Regions from separate parts of the Zea mays genome. Here region 1 is linked to region 2. Evidence: chromatin contacts called from public Hi-C data. All regions are on one chromosome and are shown on one strand. The core of a region is the stretch at or near the end of the contact, and the rest is flanking DNA. Distances in the headings are between cores, read along the strand shown. Region 1 holds the start of LOC100283041 (CTD-phosphatase-like protein). Region 2 holds the start of LOC100383486.

The links. A called contact is a pair of places that touch in the nucleus more often than the background predicts.
Region 1: a contact with region 2 is called in a Hi-C map of bundle sheath, with 2.7 times the contacts expected there. The contact joins the promoter of LOC100283041 here to the promoter of LOC100383486 in region 2. A contact is called at or near these places in 2 of 25 Hi-C or Micro-C datasets (bundle sheath and ear).

The regions. Positions count from the first base shown.
Region 1 is chr3:222,337,611-222,344,529 of Zm-B73-REFERENCE-NAM-5.0, forward strand. LOC100283041 (CTD-phosphatase-like protein) reads right to left here and starts at 3,609. Exons shown (of 7, transcript NM_001412291.1): 1 at 3,415-3,609; 2 at 2,215-2,331; 3 at 1,029-1,156; 4 at 1-61. The coding sequence starts at 1,115.
Region 2 is chr3:221,958,812-221,965,451 of Zm-B73-REFERENCE-NAM-5.0, forward strand. LOC100383486 reads right to left here and starts at 4,982. Exons shown (of 13, transcript NM_001176134.1): 1 at 4,386-4,982; 2 at 4,183-4,243; 3 at 3,977-4,071; 4 at 3,773-3,885; 5 at 3,218-3,386; 6 at 3,070-3,109; 7 at 2,902-2,966; 8 at 2,650-2,763; 9 at 2,500-2,564; 10 at 2,242-2,386; 11 at 2,020-2,136; 12 at 1,823-1,911; 13 at 1,444-1,724. The coding sequence starts at 4,898. The coding sequence ends at 1,640.

The sequences.
Region 1 (6,919 bases), core at 2,359-4,858, 380 kb after region 2:
AGACTGGATCTGGTGACAGGATACTCTCAAGGTCTGATGACGATGGTACTTGTATTGGAACCTGAAAATTATTTTTGTAATAGGTTGAGTATTCAATACTGCATAACATCTCAAAACACATCGAAACAAAGATGCAGTACTGTAGGAAATTACATGATGATGCATTGATGCTTAGAAAGATCATCCCATTCACTTCTACTGATACACTATTGTTTCTAAGTAGAACACTCACAGCTTGATAATCGAGAGCACTAGCAGCTGCATCATGAAAACTCAGACCATTATTATCCAACTATTTGACTTGCATGATTAGTTATCAGAGCATAGTTTTATAATTTGCAATCACAAATACTGGTTTAACAAATCTCAGTGCTTGTTAGAGTATTGCGAGTTTTAGAAGTAAAATACTGTAATTGGCTTTGTCCTACCTCATCCTAACGCCTTTGTTATTTCCAAATGTAAGCTTTGTAAACCAGCACATTTCAAAATTAAATGTGGTTTTCTGAGTTTAACTTTTCTTTACTAGCAAAGAAAATTCTAAAAAACAACTGAAGCTTTTCATGATAGAGCTTATTAAATACTCCCTTCGTTCCAAATTGTAATTTGTTTTGGCTTTTTCTATATGCATAGATTTTGCTATGCATATAGTGTATATCTAGATACATACCAAAATTTTATGTATCTAAAACAACCAAAATGACTTACAATTTGGGATGGAGGGAGTAAAAAGAAAATCTAAGAGAACTGAATCCAAAATGATTTGATCGAGGGAAGTTGTTAGAAAATCTAACCATAGCTGCTGTGGTATTAGCTAGAATCAGTACGAAGTTCAAGAACTGGGCTTTTTGGTTGGACGACGTCGAATAATAATAATAATAATAATTTAGTACTACTACTACTATCATGGTGTTGTGTCAAAGCTGGTTTGTGTTTTCTTTTTCCATTCTTCTTCCATTTTTGAAACTTTAGCGATGCAACTATGCTGGTGTTCCCAGGAACTTTCTGAAAGGAAAATAAAGGTTAATTACCATTGATCTTGGACCATATGACAACAATGGCGGTAGCAAACTGGTGCTTCCTGCATCAGATTCATCATGCAATAAGGTGATTTCCATGATTTCAGCGTTTTCCCCTGATACTCCGGCAGTGCAGCACACTGCAAAAAGGGATGGAAGAAAAAAAAGTTGGAACACATTCTTGCAGTCCAGAAATAATCTACTAAATAAAATTGGTACTAATATGCTAAATTATGTTTTCCCAGATCAAGTTCAAACCTCCATGTGCTTGTGAAAGTGCATCTCAATACATACATAAATATGATTAGTGTAACATAAGCCATACAGTAATGTTGTACCCAACTAATTCTGTGCCGAAGGTCCTAGATTCTAGCAGAAGGTAAAGTTGATTTTTGGGAGGGAAAGAGGGTGCACAAATTTACTAAAACTTGAACTTCGTGATCAGTACAAAACAATCACTGCAATTCTTTCTTTTTGTATAAAAAATAAACTTACAATAGTCGAAGTAATGTTATGCAGTACCACTGTAACAGTATCATGCCATTTATAACAATAACATTTGTAAAGCATATTGAAATATGAAGAACAACTAAGAACTGTATCTAAGTATCTTAGACTACTTCACGATATATTAATTCACCTGCCATCATTTAACATACTAACTAGAACATTCTCTTTTTCCACTTTGACAGAACAAAGATGCTTCCGATAAGTGGCGAAGCTAGAGTAGAGCAGAGGGGGGTGCACATGACTTAGGGCCTAGGAGTGCATGGTAATAACTTATAGGTGGTGCATATATGGTGGAAATTTAGTCTAAATTACTAGTTTTGCAAAAAAAATATGGGTGCGTGTGCACCCCCTAATTACTACCTACCTTCGCCCTGCTTCCGATTCTACTTTACAAGCCACAAATGGGTCCTTTCATGTTAAAAGGTACTGGTCAGTCAAAATATCAGCAGTTAGTACTCAGTACCTGTAACATGGCCAGAACTGAGGTTTTTTGCATTTCAGGTAGTGTATTTACTCAGAGTTTCAGATTACGAAGGCGCAACCTATAGCATATAATACAGATTATCTTCTGTGGATCTGCTTTGACCATATATACGCTCCAAACAGGAAAAGCACAATTCATTGACAGTAGGAAAGATTGAAATGAATCTAGCCAGGTAAATGAGACTGGAATCTATGAAGACTTTACCATTTTGATGACTTATTAGCGTTGACCCCGCCACCGTTTTATCAAGTGTAACCTCTTGAGGGTGTGAATGTTCCAGTGTTTCAGTGGTCTTGCAAAATGTATGAGGCTCCTGTGTCCCTAAACAGTCGTTGCTTAACATTTTATTCATCCTTAGTGCAAGTATTTGCAAAAAGCATGTTCAAAGTACTGCAGTTCCAGTAGGAAAAGGCCAACTGTTGAAACATTTGATATCACTAAAGACATTAGTGGAGAAAAGGTGAAACAAGGAACTATCTACAACCTAATGCAGTCGAAAGAACATACTTTAACCACTAATAAATCTGTAAAGGGAAAGCGCTAATCAATTCGACATGAAAAAACAAAAACTTAGTATTGTGACGATTAGTCCGTAGACAAAGGAAGTAATGTAAATGTAATCATTATTAACAAAACAAGAAAAAGATATGCGTCTTTGACTAAACAATAGTATTAGTCAACAAATTTACTCTACTCGAAACTCGAAATCAGCTGTCACTTCTCGCATGCCGGGAGCATGTTATAAGTGAATTCGCCAAAGCAAAACAGGTCCGCTAATACTCTTGGATCCTCTGGCAGTGGCAGCAAGTAACAACTCTACCAGACAGCATCCGTCCCCTTTTCCCCCTTTCCTCTACTTTTCGTTTTTAGACCATCACAAATCTCCCCTGCAACAGGAAAATCGGATGCGGAATATACCGTACGTCAAAGCACTACTAACCCCGTAAAATTCCCGACATCACATCACAAAAAGAGGGGCTCACTTCACTCCTCGTCGTCGGAAAATCACAGCGCAGAATCACGAGTGGAGAAAGAAGTGCGGAGAACAGAGACCAGGCCAACAGCCTTCACCGAACATCTCTGTCGAGCTTAGAGTCTTGGAACTACAGGATCGTCCTTCGGCACTCGAATTTCACACAGGAAAAAAAACCAGAACAGTTCCGCGTTTTCAGCAGCTCGCCGAAATCTCCTCGTGTTCATGCTACAAAAGACCACAAATACCCACCAAATTCGCCGCCAAATTCACCGTGAGAGACTGAGAGGGCCGTCCCCAGCTTAATCACACGCTAGAAAGTTGAGAACAAGCATCGATACTACTAAAGAGACGGGGCAAGAACTTTGTGCTCACGAAACCTCCGACCAGACCAAGCGCAGAGCTCGAGAGAGACGAGAAGAGATACGTACACAGGCAGTGCGCTCGCGTAGCGCCGATGACCTCTGGCTGAGCACAGCACCCTCTCCTCGCGCCTAGCCTTGCTCCGGCAAAGGCCAGGAAGAATCAGAGAAGCGACGAGGAAGAGGGAGGAGGAGGGAGCAGGGAGGCAAGCAAGCTAGCAAGGCGCAAGAGGCAAGAGGCAAGAACACAGGCAGGGACAGCTCGATCGCTCGCCAATCCCGCACCACATAATCTATGCGACCGATCCGCGTCCGCCAACGCCAGGCTTAACCTTCCTCCGTTCGCAACCGCAGACATGTGGGGCACGCAAGGCCGGGCCCGCGTGGACGGTACACTAGAAGGTACAAGTCTATGTAGGTTTTGTATTTTCACGGTGGGTTTGCGGCTGTCCCCACTCCGCCTTCATGCCCCTGCGCCTCCGTTACACTGCTCCAAACATACTTGACCACTGACATGCGGGGTAGGAGTAGAGCGAGCCCAAATGTCAGTTCGAGAGGTAGAATGTCCGTCCGGTGTGTGGATATTTGTGCCGGAGGGTACACGTGGACGGTGAGGATGCGCTACCTCATCATGCCGGGCGGATTCCGTCCGTTAATTTATAGCGCTTGGTCCCACTTTATTGGATCGGCATACATTAGTCATACGCGTCTTTGCGTTCCGTCACTGACACGTTTGGAGATCGTATGTGGGACCATCTAGACAGTGATACGAGCTAGTAGTATGCATATACCCGCCGAGAATTGATGGAGTTGGTGGGGTACACGTCGACCAGAGGACGGCGCTTGATCTTCTGCACCCAGCTTGCGGCCATGCCCACTGCTTTGCCTACGCGTCGCGCAGTTGCCCCAGGCAGCCAGGCTAGAACGTACTCCTCGCTGCCGGCAGCACCCACGCGCGTGTGGCCGCCGCCGTGTCTACCATCCGCGCGGCGCTGACGACAGGAGCCGAACGAGGCAACGGAACTCGGAAGCGACGGCTGGGCACTGGAGCGCACGTGCAACGGAACGCGGCAAGATAGCCGGTGAGTTCTGAAATGATTTGGGTCTGGATTGCAACGTTTTTCGTGATAAGCTTTGGCGCCAGCGAGCCTACTGTAATTACTAGAAAGACCTTGCACTCCTGAGCGTTTCTAGCACGTATTTGTTTCTTTCTTTTCTTTTTCGTTTCTATTTTTTGTTTTATCTGGGTGTTTGAATACTGTAATTCGTTTGGTTATTTCCGATTTGGAGCTAAACATTAGGGATGTATTTCCTAATGGTGTTCTCCGTGGAAGCGTGAACGATCTGTGACGTGAGGCTGGACGGTCTACAACCTCGCTGCAGGAGCGTCTCCTCTCTGTGTCGCATTGAACGGTCCGCGATGGCGCAGAACGTCTTTTGGTGGCGTAGAACCCTAGATCTTGACTCTCGGGAGAGACCCCGTTGGGGAGGAGAGTTCTAGGGAGTGCTCCAGGGTTTGCGGGCCACCCAGGGCATCCCTAGGTGGCGTAGAGCCACATAGAGATCAAGGAATAGGCCAAGGAAAACTAATACTAGACTTGCAAGTTCGAATTCAGATGATAAAGGTGATGCCATCAAGCTTAATGCCGTCATCACCATCAATGAGGCTCCATCACTCTTCTCTACTCCACATTGCCTTATGGAAAGAGGTGACTCAAAGGTAAAAATGATGATCATAACGATGATGATGAGTATTCTTATGACGATCTTGTTAAAATGATTAGTGAGGCAGATGACTACACGCAAGGAGAAAGAATAGTTTAAGGCATTGAAGGATTTGTACAAATCACTTCAAGTGTCTTTTGAGGAGCTAAATATTTCTCATGAGAATCTATAAGAGGCTCATGTGAAGTTTAAGGAAGCTCAAATCTCCCCTTATGCATGAGGCCATTACAGTCGAGGTAGACATGGGTGTCACTTGTGACTCACTTTATAGTCCCACAATTGCACCAAGTTTGACTAACATTTATTGTAGAAAGTGCAATATTTCTCTCATGGGTGATAAAATCTCTTGCGATGACACACGTATTGTTGAAAATGATGTGTTAGTTAAGAAAGCTAATTCACTAACTCATGATTTGGAAAGAGCATATGGTGGCAAGGCCAAGTTGAATTTCGTCTTGGAAGTCAAAGGTGCTCACTTAACTATGAAGGCCTTGGGTACATTCCCAAGAAGGGTAAGAATGAATTTGCTAAACAAAAGACCAATTATGAGAAGGAGTGTGGCAAAACTTTCCATAAGTGTCACATAGTGGGTCATATGAAGAAGTATTGTCTAAGGAACAAGAGTCTATCCCTTGCTCCATTTGACCCTTGCTATGTTTATACTGATAATTCCAAAGGTGTTTGTTCAAACTTTGTTGGCACGCCTATAATTGGTGCTAAAAAGAATGCCATTTAGATACCAAAGGCCTTGGTGACTAACATCTAAGGACCCAAACAAGTTTGGGCACATAAAATAAACTGATTTATTTTATAGGTAAACTACAAGGCGGGTGGTAACCATTGGGTGCTTGATAGAGGGTGTACTCAATACATGACAGGTGATATGAGGATGTTCTCTTCTATGAGCAATGAAAATTACACCAGTTATGAAAATAGCACATTTGGAGACAATAGCAAAGGAAATGTGAAAGGATTGGGTAGAATTGCTATCTCTAATGATCATTCTATATTAAACGTGCTATCGGCTGAGTCCCTTAATTTTAATTTGCTATCCATAGCCTAATTATGTGATCTTGTATTCAATTGCATTTTTTATTAATGATGTGGTTATCACCTATGTGGACATAAGCAATCTTGTATTTAAATGCTTCCATCATGAGAATCTTTATTTAGTTGATTTTCATCTAATGAAGAAAATCTCACAACTTGTTTGTTCTCTAAGGCATCTTTAGAATGGTTGTGGCATAGAAGGCTTGCTCATTTTGGCATGACACAACTTAACAGATCAATTAGGGATGATCCCGTTTGAGGTTTGAAAAATGTGAAATTTGAAAAAGATAAGTTGTTTAGTGATTGTTAAGACGAAAAGCAAATGGCTAACACTCATCCAACAAGAGTCAAATGTCTACTCATAAACCATTGGAACTTCTGCATATGGATCTTTTTGGGCCTAAAACCTATGCGTGCATTGGTGGTAATACTTATTGTCTTGTGATAGTGGATGACGACTCAAGGTTTACATGGGTATTCTTTATTCATGATAAATCTAGTGTGTTTGGTACATTCAAATCATATGCTAGACTGAATCAAAATTAGTTTGAGTATGATCAAAAGAAGTAATGGTTCAAACTTTTTAAAATGCAAGAGTTGATGAGTATTGCGATGACAAGGGTATTAAACATGAGTTCTCTTCCAAATATACACCAGAACAAAATGGTTTTGTTGAGAGGAAGAACAGAACATGAATTGATATGTCTAAGTCTATGCTTGAAGAATATAACATTTTAGATTCTTTTTGGGCTAAAGCTATTAATATCGTTTATCATGCTTCAAATATAATGTATTGTCA
Region 2 (6,640 bases), core at 3,732-6,231:
GCAGCCTGCAGCAGGCCAGCCAGGAAGGCTTTGACATGGCTGTGCGCCTGTGCCGCTGTGGCCTGTGGCTTGGCTTTGCGTGGAGTGCGCGCGACGACGAGGCTGCGTGTGTCCGTGTACCGCGTACGTGCACATGCATGGCTCGCGCACTGTTGCTGTTGGACCGGACCGGACCGGACCCCGACCCCTGCAGCTGTCTTCTCAGCTCAGTGAACGCACGCAGCATCTTGGCCCTACCTCCATAGTTGAAAAGTGAGCTCTCTCTCTGGTTGCGCAGATGCACCTAAACAATGCAATTCTATTTGTACCCATACGTTAAACCATTTTGAATTTATCCAGTTTTATGTAAGAATAAGAAGTTTGTACAGAATATATTAATATATTTATAATACATAATAAAACCTTATCTGGATCCATATTAGGTACTACTAACAATCCATAGCTATTATTAACTCCTATTAGCTAGATTAATCCAACTAGTGGAACAGCTGTTAGTTGAATATTCAGAATTTATGTAGCATTTAGCTAGATCTGTTCACGACCACAGAGCTAATTAATAATATCATCTAAGACTCTATGAATCGAACCCGGACCTCAGTTTCATTAGATACGATATAGAATATATTTTATACTACATCTTTTTAAAAAAAAAAATCATCAAAAGTTTAAGTAGTCTCACCCTGTTAGAAAACTAAAAGTATACTCCACTCCTACCTTTGTAAGTCTCAAAAATAACATTTCCTTCACCTTTATTACACACAACTCGCCACTGCCGACAATATTAGCAACCATAATCACTAGTGTTAACACGCTTGGTTATCTATTTCCTTAGGCTCTGTTCGGTTACATTTGGATTAGAGTGTGATTAAGGGCCTGTTTGTTTATGCCGGATTTCACTAAGAATTGTTCCGGTCCATGAAACCTTATATGAATTAGACAAACAATCCAGATAGAAATCATTCCGGATACTCAATTCACCGGAACCGAACAGGCCAGGATTACATTCCGACGTGATGATTCTTCCCGTGCCGCAGAGGGAGACCTGTGGGTTTACTAGTCCCATGTCCTGACCCCTGACCCAGCAAAAGCTTGCATTCTCAGAGATTTTGGTGGCAGTGGGAACGGGACGATGCCAACAACAACAACAAAAAAAAGCTTTTGGAATGACCACTTTGTGCAGTGTGCACCCAGGAGGCTGCTTTAATCCCCCTTTGATTACGCATTTATGCTGCAGACTGGTTCTCTGTTTCAATTCCCACACATAATGTTAGGTTCCTATGATGACGATCTGGTGCTTCCTCGTCAGCAGCGCAAAGGGCATTCGATACTCGTCAATGAAAATAGTCGCAGTGTCCGCCACTCTTTGGCTCTGCTGATATATCTGGGATTCTGGGTGCATAAATTAAAGATAAAGAAAACTAATACATGATCTTTCTTTTTTTTGCATTGTTTCCTTTATTTCTTTCTCGATGCAGCGATACACATTTGTCCTGCGCGTAGTGTATGTGCTCTACAGAAGCTCGAGAAAAGCTCTGCAGGGCGTAGTAGTGAAAATCCAGCACTACACCACGCAGGGCTTCTCTGAGGAACATACTGCAGCTATAGTGGTCGCGGTCATTAGTGGAAGAACGCCCGTGTCTCACGCGGAATCTGCGAACCCGATCCTCATCTTGCCGTAGTCAAAGATGGTATGGTAGGCTCCCATGAAGACGTCACCCAGTATCCTGCGTCGGTTCCACGAACAAGATTCAGGCAGGCAGGGACGGCGGCATCCCATGGAAGAAAGCCAGGGAAACGCGGTTTCTTCTTCGATCTTACTTACCACAGAGGGCCTACCGGAGGGGGCACGTCCAGAGCCGTGAACCCGCTGATGCAGTGCGCGGCGAACCCCTCGCCGACCTTGAGGACGTACTGCTCCACAACAGGAAGACGGCCTTTTCAGTTGCATGCCATTACTACTACTAACTAGCTCACTCCCTGAATTGACAAGCAGCAAAGGTTCAGGCAAGTTATGTTCACCTGGTCAGGCCGGAGCTCGAACGCCCTTCCACCGATGCTGAACGCAACGGTCTGCAGGGAACCCACGCGTCCGCAGTCCACGCGCGACCCCACCGGATCGGGCATGCTTTCGCAGAGCTGTATACGTACGTCGATGGATGCAACTCAACTTCTGGGGTTAGACATGTCTGGCGAAGACGAAGGAAGAACCAGTGGCTCGAGTCGAGATAGCCTCTCACTCACCCTGTCCACGTACTCCAGCGTGCCCTCGTTGCTCCTGTTCGGGCTCAGCTCGCTTTGCGTCCAGAACACTACTATCTCGCACGCGTTGCATAGAGCTTCCGCCATGCCGTCTACGGATCCCGGTACACTCTCGATGCCAGCAGCACTGCGACCGGAGGAGCATGAAGAAGAACTGTAAAGGGAAGGAAGGAAGGCTTTATCTGAAATTTAAATTGATTTCAAGAACCACGGCCAGAACTTTCCAGCCATTGCACGAACCTTACTCCGCGTGTCCCATCGAACGTGCAGAGCCCGACCTTCGAGCACACTTCTGATGGTGGTGTCTGCTGAATGTTAACCAAAGAAGCTGGATTATTTACGTGACTCGTCACTAAGTAAGAACAGAGTTCATCCGTTTTCTCTAACAACCTGAGCTTCCAGCAGCCCTGCAATTTGTAGCCCGTAACCAGCAACGACCTGTTTGCACTCTTGGTTGACCACCCCGGCCGCTCCAATCTGTTCATTGATCTGGGCAATGGCAACCTGCACAGTAGAGGATACTACTATACTATGAAAAAAAACCCTCCCTCATGAGACAGTAATTTCAACGCCAGTTTCAAGGCTTTTGTTAGCACATTTGTGTAATAAACATAAGGTATACATCAGTGATATTTTGCTTACTAGAGGACCAGCAATCAGCGAAGTCCCAGAGTCTGCAATGGCCGCACAACCATCCACACAGATTCCTATCACCACCACACACATTGTCTATCAGAGAAACAAATTGTCGCAACCATATAAGCATGCCTGGTGTCTGATGCAGTAAACACGAGCTTTAACGCATTGTACCAGTGCTCCTTCCGCCAATGAGAAAGTCACCCATTTCAAACTGCAAACATGGACATCAGAACAAGACAAGCAAGCTCTGAAGAAAGAAAAAAAAAAGCTATACTATGAGATAACATCGCTTTCAGGAGTTCAGACGAGAAACCCCAACCTGCCAGTAGCCTTTCCGAGTGACCCTGGTGTACGTATGGCTTCCTTTGTAATGCTGTTCGTCAGAACCTCCAAACACAATTTCGCCCCCTTCCCCGTCGAATGGGTTCCGGTTTAACCAGAAGGAGAAAACAGGCTGCGCCACTAGGTTTTGGTTCACCATATTGTACCTGACACCACATTTTCAATGCGATTTCCCGCAAAGTAGAAAACAGTTCAATGCAAGTAAATGTTTAGTTACGAACTGTGTATGATAACTTCATGATGGAGCCTTTGCTTGATGAATAAGAGATTGTTTCGTCAGAATAGCTACTGAGCACAAGTATTTGTTAGGAAAAAAAAAAGAGCTATTGGTACCATAATCATGAAAGCAAGATTGTATTTAACGACAGCTGCACTGGTAAGTTACTTGTGATCTTTTTTGTTTTTGCAGTTGATGCGATATCCCTGGCATGAAATCTAAGGCGCACACTCAGTTGTCGTTGTGGCAAGTAAATGCTAGATCATCAGACTCTATAGAAAACTAGAACAAGTTAAACAACGGCAGCTGTCGTACCATACTGGAAGTGAACCTTCAACTGAAATTTCCTGAAATGCAAGCCCGAGGATGCCGTCGAATTTTGCCAGTAGAAAGGTGAAGCCAGGCTCGTGAGTGGCTTCGATGAACTCCTGGGTGGTTCAGTTGGGTTCAGTAAAACCAGTGCTGTTTATTTCACATGTGAAGTGAATTTGGTAAGTAACAAGATGGGAAATGAAGCACCTGGTTTTGAACTACCAGATTGCCAACCGTGACCTGGTCTTGGCTGTAAAAACCAGCAATCCCTCCCGTCCCGTAGTGAATAGAAGCCGGTGTTCCTGAATATATACCGAAAAGAGATGCAGAGCTCAAACCAACAAGGCAACAGGCAACAGCAATCATAGTTGCAGTGGAAGTGATGGTCTGAATATATAGAGAGCCGTACGTACCATTCGGTTTGTAAGTGCTGGACTGGCGGGAGTCATACTTGGGATGGAATAAACACGCGAGCTGTTTGCAGAGGGCAACCAAAAGATGAGTAGAGTACGTACTAGCAAACAAATAAACTGTCCCCAAGCACGACAGACATCGAAAACGAGAGCAAGAAGGAAAGCAAAGGCAAAAAAGCATATACGGCACACGCCATTCTCACCGAGAAAAAGCACTTGGCAGAAGGGACCCAGAGGTTGGCGCTCCCGGTGTCGAAGACGACGGTGAAGTTCTGCGGCGGGCAGCCGACCCCGATCTGCCCAAAGTACTGGGCGTTGAGGAAGTTCTTGAGCGCAACGATGGCGATGCTCCCCGACCCCTCGCCCTGGCCTCCGTCATGCAGACGGCTGCCGTTTCCCTTGCCCCCGGCCCCGCTGTAGCTCCAGTAGTACCTGCGCCTGCGTTCCGTGGCAGCGGCCTGGACCAGCATTTCGTGCTGCCGCTCGCGTGCTCGGGCTATGGCGTCCCGCACCGGGTCGTCGACGGCTTGCTTCTCCTTCTCCTCCGGCGCGCTCGGCTTCGGCAGGAGGTCGCCGTAGATGGTGTCCATTATCGATCTCTTCTTCAGCGGGATGCGGATGAGGCCGTCGCCGGTGTTCGATGACGACGCGGGCAATGTCGACGTAGACAGCACGTAGAGAAGGATGAAGGCCGTGCCACATGTCCTACGCCCCATCCTTGCCTTAGAGCTTGCACGAGAGACGAGAGTAGAGATCGCGAGAGCGGGAAACAAAAACACGCACTGGCGACGGATAGCTGCCGAGAGGGGAAGGATTGGAAGCCCAAAGAGCCGGAGGCGGCGTTGGAGCTCTCTTTATAGAGGGAGGGAGTCACGGAGGAAAAAAATTTGTTGCAGTCCGGCTGTAAACCAGGCTGTTTGCAGCCCCTCACAAAAAGGAGGATAGGTCCCACCCGCAGGTAAATAATACAACTAAAACGTTATCTGGTGGACCTGCAGGTGGAGCCTATCCTCCTTTTTGTGAGGGGCTGCAAACAGCCTGATTTGCAGCCGGGCTGCAACAAATTTTTTTCCGTCACGGAGGGCGTACGTAGGTAGGAGTAGGACGAGAGCACAGCAACGTCGTAGCGGCACGTTACACGTTTGGGCATCGCTGCCTCTTCAGGTCTCAGGTGCGGTGCCTTCGAAGACCAACGATTCTCTCTCCCGCACAAATGGCAGAAGTTGTGGCGTCATGTCGCCATAGCTGGGTGTTCGTTGCTCAAGCTGTCAAGCATAGTAACAGCCTATAAACCCCATGGGCCAGTGGCGGGCGGGCAGGGAAGCCTTTGGGGGCACGACATGACAAGTACTTGAACTTGTGCTCCACTCCACGGCCCCGCACCTGACTCGGATGGCTAAATGCCTCTACTACTCTACTGACTACTCTAGTGCTCGCAGTCGCAGCGCAGGCAAGTTGCGATATCATGCAAGCAGTGCAGGGGGCCAAGCCGTCGCCGATGCCTACTGCACAAACACAAGTGCACAACCAAGCTCTCGTTCTGTTGCTGGGTTGGCTGCATAGGTTTGATGACTGAGCAAATCGGAGAGAGGATACTGGTTTTTTTAGGCAGATAGAAAACAGATTTGTTAAGTTGTTGATGGTTGATTGTGCTTTTGGCGTTTGCGTGAAATGCAGACCACTCTAGCTAGCTAGTCACTACTCGGTGGATGCGGCCGAATGGCAAAGTTCTCATGACGTCTGTAGTTTGTCATCCAGAGCGAAGTGGCGCCGCTAGAGCACTCTGACGTGGAGCCGAAGCGCACGAAGAAGAAGCAGGAGCTGCGCCACTGCCGCCGCCACCACCACCACCGCCACGGACTCCAGCAGCCTCAGCAGGTGGTACGCCGCGCGCTGGAACAGCGCCGCCAGCACGTTCCCGCGCGCGCGGCTTCTTCCACCGCAGCGCCGACGGGAGCGCGGCCTTTTATCCTGCGAGGGAACACGGTTGGCAGAGTTGACGAGAACCCGCCGTTGCCATGGCGCATGATCTCACTCGAGTTTCCCCCAATTCGTAGGCGCCGCAAGTACCGCGCCACTCCACGGATGGCAGGATATGGGGACGGAACAGAGCTAGAGTTTCCTCTGAGGGGCGGAAGTGGGAACTCCATTTTTCAAAATGATTCATATTTTTCAAGAAAAATGAACTAATTTTCTTTAAGGACTAGTTTGGCATTCCCATTTTTTCATGGGATTTCCAATTTCCCAAGCAGAAATGAACTAATTTCTCTTAGGAAAATGAAAAATCCTTGGGAAAATAATGTTCCCAAACTAGCTCTAAGAAAATAAAAATTCTTTGGTAAAATGTGGTTGACAAACTAATTCTAAGTATATATATATACGCGGATTCGTGGATGTATAAAGGGCTAGACAAATACTCTTGTGAACTCGTTCGACTTGGTTTATTAGCGAGTCAACT